Regions from separate parts of the Rattus norvegicus genome. Here regions 1 and 3 are each linked to region 2. Evidence: chromatin contacts called from public Hi-C data. All regions are on one chromosome and are shown on one strand. Each heading gives the region's core, a stretch centred on a gene start, on an enhancer-like site or on the middle of the called end of the contact. The rest is flanking DNA. Distances are from core to core; before and after follow the strand shown. Region 1 overlaps Cwc27 (CWC27 spliceosome associated cyclophilin). Region 2 has its middle 7.9 kb from the start of Adamts6. Region 3 holds the start of Srek1ip1 (SREK1-interacting protein 1).

Region 1 (3,828 bases), core at 33-2,532, 540 kb after region 2:
AGAGATTTTATTTATTTATGTTTTTAATTATTTATTTTACGTATATCAATGTTTTGCCTGTTTGTATGTTTGTGTACCACAGCCTGGATCCCTCAAGGTCAGAACAGATCTCCTGGAACCAGAGTGACAGACAGCTGTGAACTGCCATGTGGCTGCTGGGAGCCGAAGCTGAGTCCTCTGAACCAGTGCTCTCAACCTCTGGGCCATCTCTCCAGCCCTACAGAAAGATGTCAAACGCTCTTACGACAGCGACAGCGTGCATGTGGTTTGTGAAGTGGGTGTATGTTAATTAGCTTAACTCAGACATTCTACTGTATTTACATAGGTTGTACACTATATATATAATTTTATATGCCAGTTTAAATATATTACTTTTTAAAAAAGAAAGTTCTTCCCAGTGTTACATGCTGTAATACTAACCTTCAAGACCAAAACAGGAAGATTGCATATCTGAGGCTAGTTGGGGCTATTTAGCAAGGCACTGTCTAAAAGTTAAAATTAAAAAAAGGACCCAAAAAAAAAAAAAAAAAAAGGAGGAGGAGGAAAAAGAAAAGAAGTCCTTGTTGAGCTCTCAATGAAAACTCACTTTAAACAGCTAAAAGAAAAAAGAAGTAAGACATGAAAACAGGAAGAATTTGTAAGTTAAGCTGAATTAATCATCCCCACTCTAGGTTTTCCTTAACCTTTCAAATTAAGTTAGCACGAAGACAGAAGGTCAAAAGCAGACTTAAACATACACCCCTTCCCACTACAGCGAACCACCAAAGCTGAGAAAGCAACTAGGAAGAACGGAAAAGTAGAAGGGTCTCAGACCCGGGACAGAAGTCTGATTCTCTTTAATGCTAATTCTTCCTGAATGACCTATGTTAAGGTCATTATTTGGCTAAAGTGTTTAAATGCTGGAAAAAAAAAACTAAATATACTCAGTGAAGTGTACATAAGGAGAAAGTCGAAACTAACCATGGACATGTTTAAAAATGAACACTAACTGGCACAGACCTGAACTTCACACAGAAAATACAGAGGCAACAAAAAAAAAAAAAAAAAAAAAAAAAAAAAAAAAAAAAAAAAGAAAGAAAGAAAGAAAGAAAGAAAGAAAGAAAAAGAAACCAGATAGAGTATAGAAGGGAAGGAAGAAGACAGAAAGAGCTATAGGGCATGCTGACAGAGGGGGACAGCACTGGTCCACAGCCAGGATGTCTGAGTAACCTTTAACTCTGACAATCCATTCCTGTGGTAACCTCTCCATCCAGGCCATGCTGCCCGGTGTTTTAGGCAACACTAGTCTAGATGGTGTACTTTTTGTAGATGATTAACTTAGATCAGTAGTCTTTGGGATCATGTTCCATCATCTAAGCAAGTGAAGGGCTTAAGAGCAAATGTATGCAAGAATTCCCAGAATGAGAAGCAACATAAAAATCACCCCTGGGTGTCCAGAGTGCAGTTTAAGATATACAAACTATTTTATTTTGTCCTACATATTTTGGACTTAATGGACTAACATACAGAATTATGTTTCAACCTAGAGTTAAATAAAAATCAGCCACAGTTTGACAAAGAAAGCACTCTTTGGGCAAAAGCACTCAATTAGCTATGAATCCACCCGACAGTGTTATCTCCCAGATTCCATTTGGTCACACACCATAGGAATGATGAGAAAGTCAACAGAGGGCTTTCCGGAGCCGAGATACGGTTATTACAGCATCCTTCTATCATGCAATCCAATCTGAAAGGAAACAGGTCAATCTGGCAAGTCACTTAACCTGGGTCTCAGTTTCCGCAGCTATAAAGGAAGGAAGTTGGACTAGATCCCTTGGAGCTATAAAATTCTATGATTTCAAAGAGGTTTTCATCAGGTAGTACACAGATACTGAAACAACGAAGAAAAGCTAATCCACGTGGGAGAGACACCTTGTCAGGAATAGAGGAGAGAGGTGAAAGAGTGTGTGTAACCTCACACTGATAATCCACAAACCAGAGGGGACTCGGGTTTCTTCTCCCACATACAGTGAAGCCTCAGTTCAGACCTAACAATCTTAACTGCATTGCAATCTAATTCTGGAATAACGCTTACCACTGTGCAGTCATTGAAAAAGAAACCTGAGAAGCAAGTGACTAATGAAACAATTATTTTTAAGCCTTTTAGAAATATTTAATTTCATGCAAGCTCTGAAACTTCAAATTGTTCTGTCACTAAAGGACTCACTTAGCTTTAGTTTTAGTTATTTCAACACTTACAAATAAGAGTAAATTTTAAAACCACTTCTAATATTCAGCCTATTCTTTTTTCTTATCAAGGTATCATTTTACCAAAAAAAAAAGAAAGAAAGAAAGAAAGAAAGGAAGGAAGAAAGAAAGGAAGAAAGAAAGGAAGGAAGAAAGAAAGAGAGACAGAGAGACAGAAAGAGGAACTTGAGGCAAGACTATGGTCTGAAAAGAACTGTACATGAACAAAACAAACAGATAAAATTAAATTTGGCTTTTCTCCAGATTTCCAAGTAACTTCTGTCTTCTAAGTCAGTAAATTTCAAACTGTTGCTTTGTTTTCTCAAACTTAACCACCCGCTCGCTACAGTAGACAGAACAGATAAATGGGCCAGAACGAGCTCAAGTCACCAGGTGGAGGCAACACATGCTCTCCCAGCTGCTTGAACACAAGCTCAGACTGCTTCTCAGGAAGGACACTGACAAGGTTTCTCAGCACCTCTCTATACTGCTTGGACAGAGGGTGGCGGCCTCTGTCTAATAACTGTGATTACATTACAAATCATTCAAGTTTTAAGTTCAAGAATAAAATACCAATTATAACAGGTAATGTAATGCTCTATTTTAAGACAAAACCTTTAAAGGCATCTTTCAGAGTGGTACAATGTATCAAAGTGTCTCTATTCACAACCCCAGCAGGTACATACTACTTTTATGTTTCACAAAGAAAGCCTGAGGGTGAAAGCTGTCATTGAAGATCACAGTGTCAGTGGGAAGTGGGCTCGGCTGGTTTGTATGATCTCAATGACACTGAGTCTAAGCTCCTACTCTAAGGTCAATTCAGAGATGAATAGAATCTACTCTCAATGAGCTCACAGTCCGGAACTTTATTCAGCCATTAAAGCAAATATAAAGTATAATATGATATGCAATGAGAATAGAGTCACATCCTTCCTTTGCAATAAAGCAAAAATATCTGTTTTTACAAGAATTGCAGGGCAATATGAGCAACAGACATTAGATTACACTCAGGACAGAGCTACGAACACTGGAGAAGACATCTAGAAAAGAAGGTAGTTTGGATGTTAAATAAACAAACCTCTAGCATCTAGTGGTGGAACAGGACACTGAGCAGGAAAACTGCTAACAGTGATCCACACGGAACCCTACTGTGGGGATCCTGCTGGTTCTCAACTATTAACTCCAAGAGAAGGCAATGCTGATCGTCTCAGTGCTCATTCACCTCCAGGGGAAAAAGTGCAGCTCACACATTTAGAACCAAAAGACTCTACAAGTGATTTTCTTTGGGTACAAATATCACAATCTGCTTCAAATGTAAGCAAATGTTCCCGTAGCGTTTTCAGATGTTTTATGATGAGACGTAGCAGTCTGTGGAAGGGATTGGTGAAATAAAAGGTCATGGGGCAATATACAGGCCAAGACGCTACAGTGAGACACCTGGCTAATCCCAGCTGTAGCTTCCTACTAGGTGTGTGATCACAGTGAGATTAGGTTATAATCCACAGGCATTATTGTGTACCTTGCTTTCCTTATGAATAAATCTAAGTATTTCTATAAATAAGGTCAACAATACCTATCTCTAAGGGCTGTAATAAAAAGTGA
Region 2 (4,124 bases), core at 1,122-3,621:
TATTGCTACTTGGTTACTCAAAGAATTTATCATTGCTTTAAGAGGAACAGTAGTGTACTGGTGTTTAAAATGTAGTCCTTATACTTTAGAACTATAGGAGTACTTAGTTAAGGCAATGACATGTCTGCACTTGGTTTTAAAATAATCACTGAAGTTGGATGAATAATGAGAACATAGGGAAAATAAGATAGGTTCTACTTCATTCGGTACTTGTTAAAACCATGTGATGGCTATGTTGGGGGTCATTGTAATAAGGTTAAAATGTCCAAGACATATATAAAGTTAAATGGACACTCCATTTCTTAAACTAATAACTCTCCACTGCTGCTTGCTCATTATAGTCTTAGTTCCAGCATTTGGAGGAGGCAAGGAAAATTAGAAAATTTTCATTACTCTGTTTAGACGCAGGATGGCACTCTTTGAATAAGTAATTAGCCAAAGTCTACTTCTCACTGAAAAACCTACTTTACAATGCAGCTACTTCCTAGGGCCAATGAACTTAACGGAGAGGAAAAGCTTTTCTCAATATTATCTAGGTGATTGGTAGTGATGCCTTGATTTTACTTTTCTGTGCTGGCGATATTTGTCTTAAACCAGTGTTTGTAACATTAAGGAAAGTTGAATCTCATATATTTAAAGGATGATTTTATGCAAAGACAGCTAGCTCTGTGCCACCTTTATTTTTTTGGTGTTTACTAGTATTACTATGAGGTCTAGCAATCTCTATTTTGCAGAGAGAGGAGAGAGGAGAGTGAGAGAGAGAGAGAGAGAGAGAGAGAGAGAGAGAGAGAGAGAGAGAGAGAGAGAGAGAAACTCAATGAATCATCTTTATTTAGAACTGTCAGTACCATCCACAGGACACATTTCCACTTTTACTATGCACTGAGCCAGATAGCGAAGATTAAGGTCAAAATGAGAGCTAGCCCCTGGGCAAATGTACGGCCTTCCAACCCTTGAAAAATCATTGAAGTAAATGTATTCTTCTAGGTTCTCACCTATGCCTGCTTAAGCCATTCAAGGTTTTCCAGAACAATCACACCTACCACTTCTGGCATAGGAAGGAAAAAAAAATCAAAGAACAACAACGTTAACAGAAGCTAGAAATTTAAGAACTGGTATTTAGAACGTGCCTTTCTCCTTATTTACATCCCTCAGGTCCAATTTCATTTTCTGGTTCTGACCATAGGAAATTGGCTGGGTGTTAATTAAAGACTGGAATTTCAAGGCTCAATTTTCCCCTCCCCCAACCTTGGCAACCCTTAACCAACTCCCAACCCTACACTCCACGGTACAGACGGATAAATGATGCAGCAGATTACACAGCTGAAAGGCAATATTTGTCCTGAGCTATTTTCGATTTTCTTCCTGTTTCCGATCCTTGCGCCAGACATTGTTTGCTTGCTTAGGACTTGGAAAGCGGTGGGAATATTTTTTTTTCTACAGTTAAATGCCAGGGGATTTCTCCTGGTAAATGAAAGTGAAAGTGCCCGGTCGTGGTCGTATTTTATCTTTAAGGGTTGAACTGGCAGCTGATGTGGAGGGGGAGGTGGGATTGGAAAGCTAGAAGAACCGGTTCTGACATTTTGTTTGTTTATCTTGAGATCTCAGCAGGACTCCCGTGTCGTCGCGGTCCCCCCACCCCAACCTTTTTTGGGGGCTGATTTAGGCTTTATTTTCTTTTGAGCACTCATTGAAGTTTCTCATTCAGTGTACTACAAACAAACAAGCAAGGAAAAAAAAAAAGCCCTCACTTTGTGGCTTTCCCTGTTGCAGTTTAAAACACCATCTAGCTCTCATCTGGAAATAATGCACCACTCCCCACCCCCTTTTCCTTTTATAGTTTCACATAACCTGAAGTCGATAATCACATGGAAAATGTGCAGGTCTCAGTTTCGTTTAGTTTTTACTCTTGTGGTGGTATTTTCACTTGTTGAAGTATGCATTCAACACACAGTCGTTTTGTACACGTTTTAAGTCTTGAAATTTCGCTCTACTGATCTGACTCCTTACATGACAAATTTTATGAATAACTTTTAAATATTTATTGTAGAGATTAAAATAAAACAAACAAAAGTCAGAGAATGATACCAAAAATTCTAACAGTGACATTAGTCTATCCCCGTCTGCACCCCCCCCCCCAACACCCGCCGTGCCTTTCCTTTTTCCAAGAAACTGTAATAACAAACCAGACAAGACTCCGCAAGAGGTTAGAGGAGGAGGAAATAGGCGGGGTGGGTTAGGGGAGAGAGGTTAGAGGGCCAGAGTTTCTCTCATTCACAGGGTGGAAAAGTTGACATTGTCTAAGCCCTTCTGAATGGCTGGTAGTTGGATACCCCGATTGTACCTCTACCTCCCCTCCCCCTCCACGTGACGACCCAGGACACATGCGCACCCGACGCAGCCCAGGCACATCTGCAGACTGACGTCAGTTTGTTCTGCCTCTGAGGAAAGCTGCCAAAATTTTCTTCTGCTGCAATTGAAGTTGGCTTGGGGCCGGCAGTGAGCTCGAGGGCTACTTCAACAAAACTTTTCCTGCCCTTCCTGCTCCTCTTGTCTTCTCTCTCCTGATACCTTTTGATGCTCTGCACATGTTATTTGCATAGCAAAGGCACTAAGCTGTCCAGGAAGAGAGGGCACCACTTCCACCCCCAATAAGCCTTTCCCCTCTTTTTTCTTTTTTTTCCTTTCCTTTTTTTGGGGGGGTGGGTGGGCGGGGGAGGGAGGGAGTTGGGGGTTGCAAAGCACGTCTCAGGTTGATAGCCTTGGATGAATTGAAAGGATTTTTTTCTTTTCTTTTTCCTTCTTTCTTTTTTTCTTTCTTTCTTTTTTTTTTTTTTTAACTGCCAAATCAGAAAGTCCTTTCTCTAAAGCTCCAGTTAGCGAGACTATAGGGTTTTATTCTGGCTGCAGAATAACTGGCTGGTGTGGCTTTGCAAGGGGGCGGGGGGCAAAAAGAAAAGAGAAAAGGGAGTACGTGAGCCGTCCAGTGAAATCTCTATTGTTTGAAACTTACTTTTTATCAGAATTTGAAGATGAAAACGGTAAGGAAGACTTCACAATATTCAATGAAACCTTAAAAAAAAACCCCAACAACTTGTGCTTTGCTTATCTTCTGAATAACGCTTAGATCTCTCTCCCTTCCCTCTCTCTTCCCCTCCCTCCCCCTCTGTGTGTGTGTGTGTGTGTGTGTGTGTGTGTGTGTCTGTGGCTGTGCGCGCGCGCGCACGCGCGCGTGCGTGCTTTATGGCAAGAAGTGAGTTTGACTAAACTCACATTACAGATAGAAATCTTTTAAACTCTAGACTACTCGTGGACGTAGAATTCCGGGGCTTACAGGTATTTTATAATGTGAAAATACGCGCTTATTGTATGAATTTACATGTTGTGTGAAGTGGACTTGATTATGATCATCGTGGACTTTTAACTAGTCACCAGATAGTGGTGGAGAAGGTAATGATGATGTGTGTTTTTTAATCGATTTCCAGATTTATGCAATTGCCTTCTGAAAATCCGTTTCATGTCAGCGTCTTTAGTATTCAGACAAGTGCATATTTCATGCCTGTGCTCTCAGGGTAGCAGTATTGTGCTGGCTGTAGCACCGATGCTCTAGGATATGTTAAGCTCTTAATAGGCTAATCAAAGAGATGAAAGCGTGTGGTTTTGATTTACTTTTGCCCACTTGGGCCATGCTAGACTCATAACCCTCTGGAGCCTTGTTTATCAGAGTATGTCTGTATATATAGTATATAAGACTGAAATTCAGTGATTTGGGAGAGAGAACAAGAGTGAAGAAGTATTGGAAAATCTTTCTTAAAATATGTGCTATAATTTCTGTTTTTGATAAGTTGTCCACTTGTATTAGGGGCAAAGAGAGCAAGCCAGAGTAAGAAAGCACACTGAGAGGGAACAAGAGAGTAAGTTTCTTACTCTTGTTTTTATTTGAGCTGCTGGTGCAACGCGTTTGGGCCAAATGCCAACTGTCTGGGTCACACGCGTTTTATCCAAATAGATTTAGCGCTGCTGTCTGGAAATGGGCTGCTGAATGTTAACTTTAGGATCAACTCAACCAGGGCAGCTCAGACTGTTACCCTCTGTCTGGATGAAGTGGAATGGGAAGGGGGGTG
Region 3 (4,085 bases), core at 28-2,527, 560 kb after region 2:
AAATATAGCTCGGTATGAAACCTATCAGGGAATCGATTCCCATTCCTACCCAGTAATATTCCTCACTCCCCCGCTGCCTCTGACAATTATCTCAAAAGATATGTCCTCCAAGATGTTTTCCCCATCATTTCCTGTTTTTCACTCCGCCTTACTATCATGGCAATATAATCTTCTTCAATTCTTCCCAACCAAAGGCAGGTGTGTCGATGCACGCCTGTAATTTTGAAATAGGGAATTAGCAGCTAGCCATATATATATATGTGTGTGTATATATATATACATATATATGTATATATGTATATATGTATATATGTGTATATATATGTATGTATATATATATATGTATATATATATATTTGTGTGTGTGTGTGGGTGGGGGTGTGTGTGTGTAGCACACCAACCTTGCTTTGTATCATCAGCACCTAGTAGAGTGCGTTGTGCCAAGGAGGCCTTCAATAAATGATGGTAGAGAATGCGCGACCTCCAAGTTAAACAACTAAAAAAATGAACAATCTTAACGTAAGTCTTAAAAACAACAGACACTAGAAGGCGCTCACGTGAGTTGGATCAAGGAAGTTAAGGGGTCAGAAGACTAGCGAATAGAGAAGTTGCTCAATAACTCTCAAAAATACGCTGAGACATGTCACTGTAAATAGTATAAATGCAACAGTGGCCATAAGCATGATGTGGAGGGCAGTCCTTTTGGTCTTTCAACTCCCTTGCCACCCCCAATCAGGTTGCTCTTAATTAGGATGTCCAGGTGGTAGAGGCTCTCACCTTCCCATTCGTGGGCGGCTCCTGGATGTAGATGTTACTCATCTTGCTCACTGCTCAAGACTCCGTTCCTTAGTGTGGCCGCGAGCGAATGGCGGGTCTCTGACGATGCCCACCTGTTAGTAGACAATTCTTTACCTGGGTACTTGGGGAAAACTTTACTCGGTCAGAGTTAGACAGGACAACCGTACTAAGCACTAGCTACTCCCCCAAACTATCCCCTCATGGACGTCGCCATGTTGCTCCCGGATCGCAGCACCGCTAACTCCGGGAGGGGGGATGTCCCTGTTCTTCAGGAAACTAGAAAAGACTATAAGACCTCTGCAACTTTAGAGAATTTGTCGTGTCATTCATAATACTAGCTAAACGGCCAATCCGTAAATCCGGGTGCTGCGTCCAGGTCCGGTGTTTGCAGATAGCACTCACCTCCGGAAGCTGGCCGAAATGGTTCAGACCACGTGTGCTCCGCGGTAGGACACCCCTGGAAACTGGGTCCGCAGCTTCTTAGTTCCGCCAACCCTGGATGTGCATCCGGCCTTCTCCTGCCCTGTGAAGTTGTAGTGACCGGGTGGGAGAGATCCCTCTGCTAGTGCGTTGTCCTCGCTAAGGACCTGAACGAAACGCGATCTCGAAAGCTCAGGACTCCGGTGACCCCACTCACCTGCATTATGGCAGTCCCAGGTGAAGATCAACCGCAGGGCTCTCTCACTCCAGAGGAATGAGGCGAGCAGGGGAGTCCAGGACCGGGGGTGGCAGGGAGCACTTGGGGATTCAGGCGAAGGCCTGAAAATTTAGAATCGGTTGATTTACATGAAAAAGTTTACACTACAAGTTCAAAGAGGGCTGGGAAAGATCATCTCTGTCATTCTTGTGCAAGCCCAAACTGCACAGGATTACAGGGAAAGTGTATTGTAAGAGGGACAAGAGAGTTGGTGACAATGAGAACTGTAGGCCTAAGGGGACAAGTTGCCCGTAAGACTGTAACTTTCACTGAATTTCAAAATAAAATTCGAAGTGTGAACTTTTGGCGAATCCAGGTGGTACATTGTAGTGAAAGTCATCCAGTCAAGAAGTGCACCTGGGGCTTGTCCTAGCTCTTCCAGCCTTTAGTTACAGTGTAGCTGTAGGCCGGTTTCTGTGCCCTTCTGGGGCCTCAGTTTCCCTCTTAGTTTCAAGAAGGCGCTTCCTTGAATTGTATCAAAGATTCTTTTGTAGGTTCCACTTTGGTGTTCAGAGGTTTCTAACCTAGACACGGCACACTGGGCTCCGGGGATGTTTTTGTTTGCTGCTCCAGTTTACTGGGGAGCCTCAAGAACTTCCCCAAGCCGGCCTTGTCAGAATGTGTTTCTGCAAAAACCCTAATATCGGGCAGGTGTTTTTAAGAGATATACCCACCTTACATCTCCAAGATTCACAATGCATAGTACTGTAGGAAAGGCCCTGAAAATATTTATGAAGCCCCAACTTTGCTTAAAAAACTACCTCTTCCCGCTACTGTTTGACCCCTGGTTTTGTTCTGTGGCAGCCTTTTCTGAACTTTATTCTAGAGCCAGCGGTTGCAGGGTGGGGGTGGGGCTGCTTTCCTAATTTCTGCACTTTGCAAAGGAGCACACCTGGAACTGTGAGAAGAGAGATGACTGTATGTTCTTTATTATGTGTGTGGTGGCGAGCATGATAGACGACACCCTTGCTCTCTTAGGACTCAACAGGGAACAGGAGGAATTTGCAGAAAGTGGAACTAATGGTGCGGCAAGCAAAAACAGTTAGGACACCTAACAGGATTCAGAGAGGACAAACCACGGATGTTCCAGATGAGAGCTAAAGAAATATGAGAGGGGTTGGGGATTTAGCTCAGTGGTAGAATGCTTGTCTAGCAAGCGCAAGGCCCTGGGTTTAGTCCTCAGCTCCTGGGATGGGGGCGGGGGGGGGGGGTGACAAAAAAAAATGTGAGAGGGCAGGGAACCTGCAGGGAAAGGGAGCAGATATAGAAAGGAAGAGAAAATAGAAGAGCTAACCATCAGCTAACCTGAGAGAAATGAGAAATTAACTAAAAAGATAATTCAAAGTATCTTAACTTTTACTATGTAACCCACATACCTGATACTATGTCAAACATTGTATTTTTTTCCTTTAATAACCACTACTGTGAGATAGCTGATGCTATTCTCACTTCACAGAGGGAGAAACCAAGAGCTAATGTAGGTTATCCAAGCTCTTCCCCACTATGCATACAAATGCGTTCTCCAAGGTATCCATGGCACAATAGATTTCCTGTGACAGAAGGACCTTACAAGCAAAAACAAAGTGTTAGGATGTTAGTAGACAGCAGGCAACCACTTAACAGATTTAAGAAAAATTACATGTTTAGAATTCAGTAACCTGGAGGAGAGTTAGTTACCTTAGAGAACTGTTGGTGCTTAAGGGTGTTTCTGCTGGATTATGTTACCATTGAGGAAGTGGTCCCATTAAGAGAAGCAGCTAACTTGTAGGTGTGTTGGTAGTGGTAGAATCATTAAGAATTGATTGCTTTGATGAGGTGGAAATGGTGGAACCTGGTTCTTGACATTAGCTCATTGAGAAGGCTCCATAACTGGGCAGACATCCCTCAAGATCAGGGATGAGAGACAGCAATGAGGTCAGCCTGGAGCTTGTGTTAAGGTGGATCTGACACAGGAATGGAAGTGGCCAATAGACAGCATGGGAGTAAACAGATACTAGGCAAAAAGTCAGAATCAAAACAACACTTATTATAGCAATAAAGGGATAGTACATGAGGAACTGTATGGACACAGTGGGTGATGTGTGAAGACGTGACTAGAGTCTAGGAATAAGAGCATTTAAGGGGATAGCAGAGAAAAATGAGCCTGCACAGTACTTGTCTAGGCACTTTGAGAGACTCCGGTGACCTCTGCATCACCCAACTGCACCCAGAGTTGGCCTGCTATCACTGTTCATTATTCGAGCAGGTGCTCTGAGCACCCATGTGCTATGAGCACCCCAGGAGGCACACCGTAAAACTTTAGGAATGAGAATGTGCTCCTTAAGGAAAGGGACAAAATGGACTTTTCTTCCAGCTTTGTTTGAGACGCTCTTAAACTTGAAACCAGTGTTAAAAAAAAAAAAATGTTAACCTTTCAATTCAAAATAATGTTGCAAAGCATAATAATAATTTGTGTCATTAAGCTAGATGGAACGACTTACATAAACTGCTTAAACCCACCAAAAAAAAATCAAGATAATAGGCTTGACAGGTGGCTCAAATGCACAATGCCACTGCTTTAGAAAATGCAGACATAGAAGGTGTTAAGGTA

What was found. Hi-C and Micro-C count contacts between places; a contact is called where the count stands out from the background.
Region 1: a contact with region 2 is called in a Hi-C map of kidney, with 6 times the contacts expected there. The contact joins two enhancer-like sites. A contact is called at or near these places in 12 of 12 Hi-C or Micro-C datasets (the A7r5 cell line, the Rat2 cell line, Schwann cells and 7 more) and 1 of 1 datasets of contacts at active chromatin or transcription factors (oligodendrocytes).
Region 3: a Hi-C map of liver shows a contact between it and region 2, with 2.9 times the contacts expected there. The contact joins the promoter of Srek1ip1 here to the enhancer-like site in region 2. A contact is called at or near these places in 1 of 12 Hi-C or Micro-C datasets (liver) and 1 of 1 datasets of contacts at active chromatin or transcription factors (oligodendrocytes).

Annotation. Positions count from the first base shown.
Region 1 is chr2:37,688,084-37,691,911 of GRCr8, forward strand. The region is part of intron 7 of Cwc27 (CWC27 spliceosome associated cyclophilin); the gene reads right to left. Among named protein-coding and RNA genes, the nearest start is that of Cwc27, 19 kb to the right of the region's middle. Within about 2 kb of position 1,283, at least 3 of the 93 cell types and tissues checked have an H3K27ac peak or open chromatin away from gene starts, as enhancers often do. A contact at or near this core is called in hepatocytes and kidney, where this site is marked.
Region 2 is chr2:37,145,365-37,149,488 of GRCr8, forward strand. It overlaps a transcript of Cenpk not described here. Among named protein-coding and RNA genes, the nearest start is that of Adamts6, 7.9 kb to the right of the region's middle. Within about 2 kb of position 2,372, at least 84 of the 93 cell types and tissues checked have an H3K27ac peak or open chromatin away from gene starts, as enhancers often do. A contact at or near this core is called in hepatocytes, kidney and liver, where this site is marked.
Region 3 is chr2:37,708,460-37,712,544 of GRCr8, forward strand. It overlaps Srek1ip1 (SREK1-interacting protein 1), which reads left to right and starts at 1,278. Exons shown (of 5, transcript NM_001008373.2): 1 at 1,278-1,455. The coding sequence starts at 1,443. It overlaps Cwc27 (CWC27 spliceosome associated cyclophilin), which reads right to left and starts at 879. Exons shown (of 14, transcript NM_001013199.1): 1 at 778-879. The coding sequence starts at 819.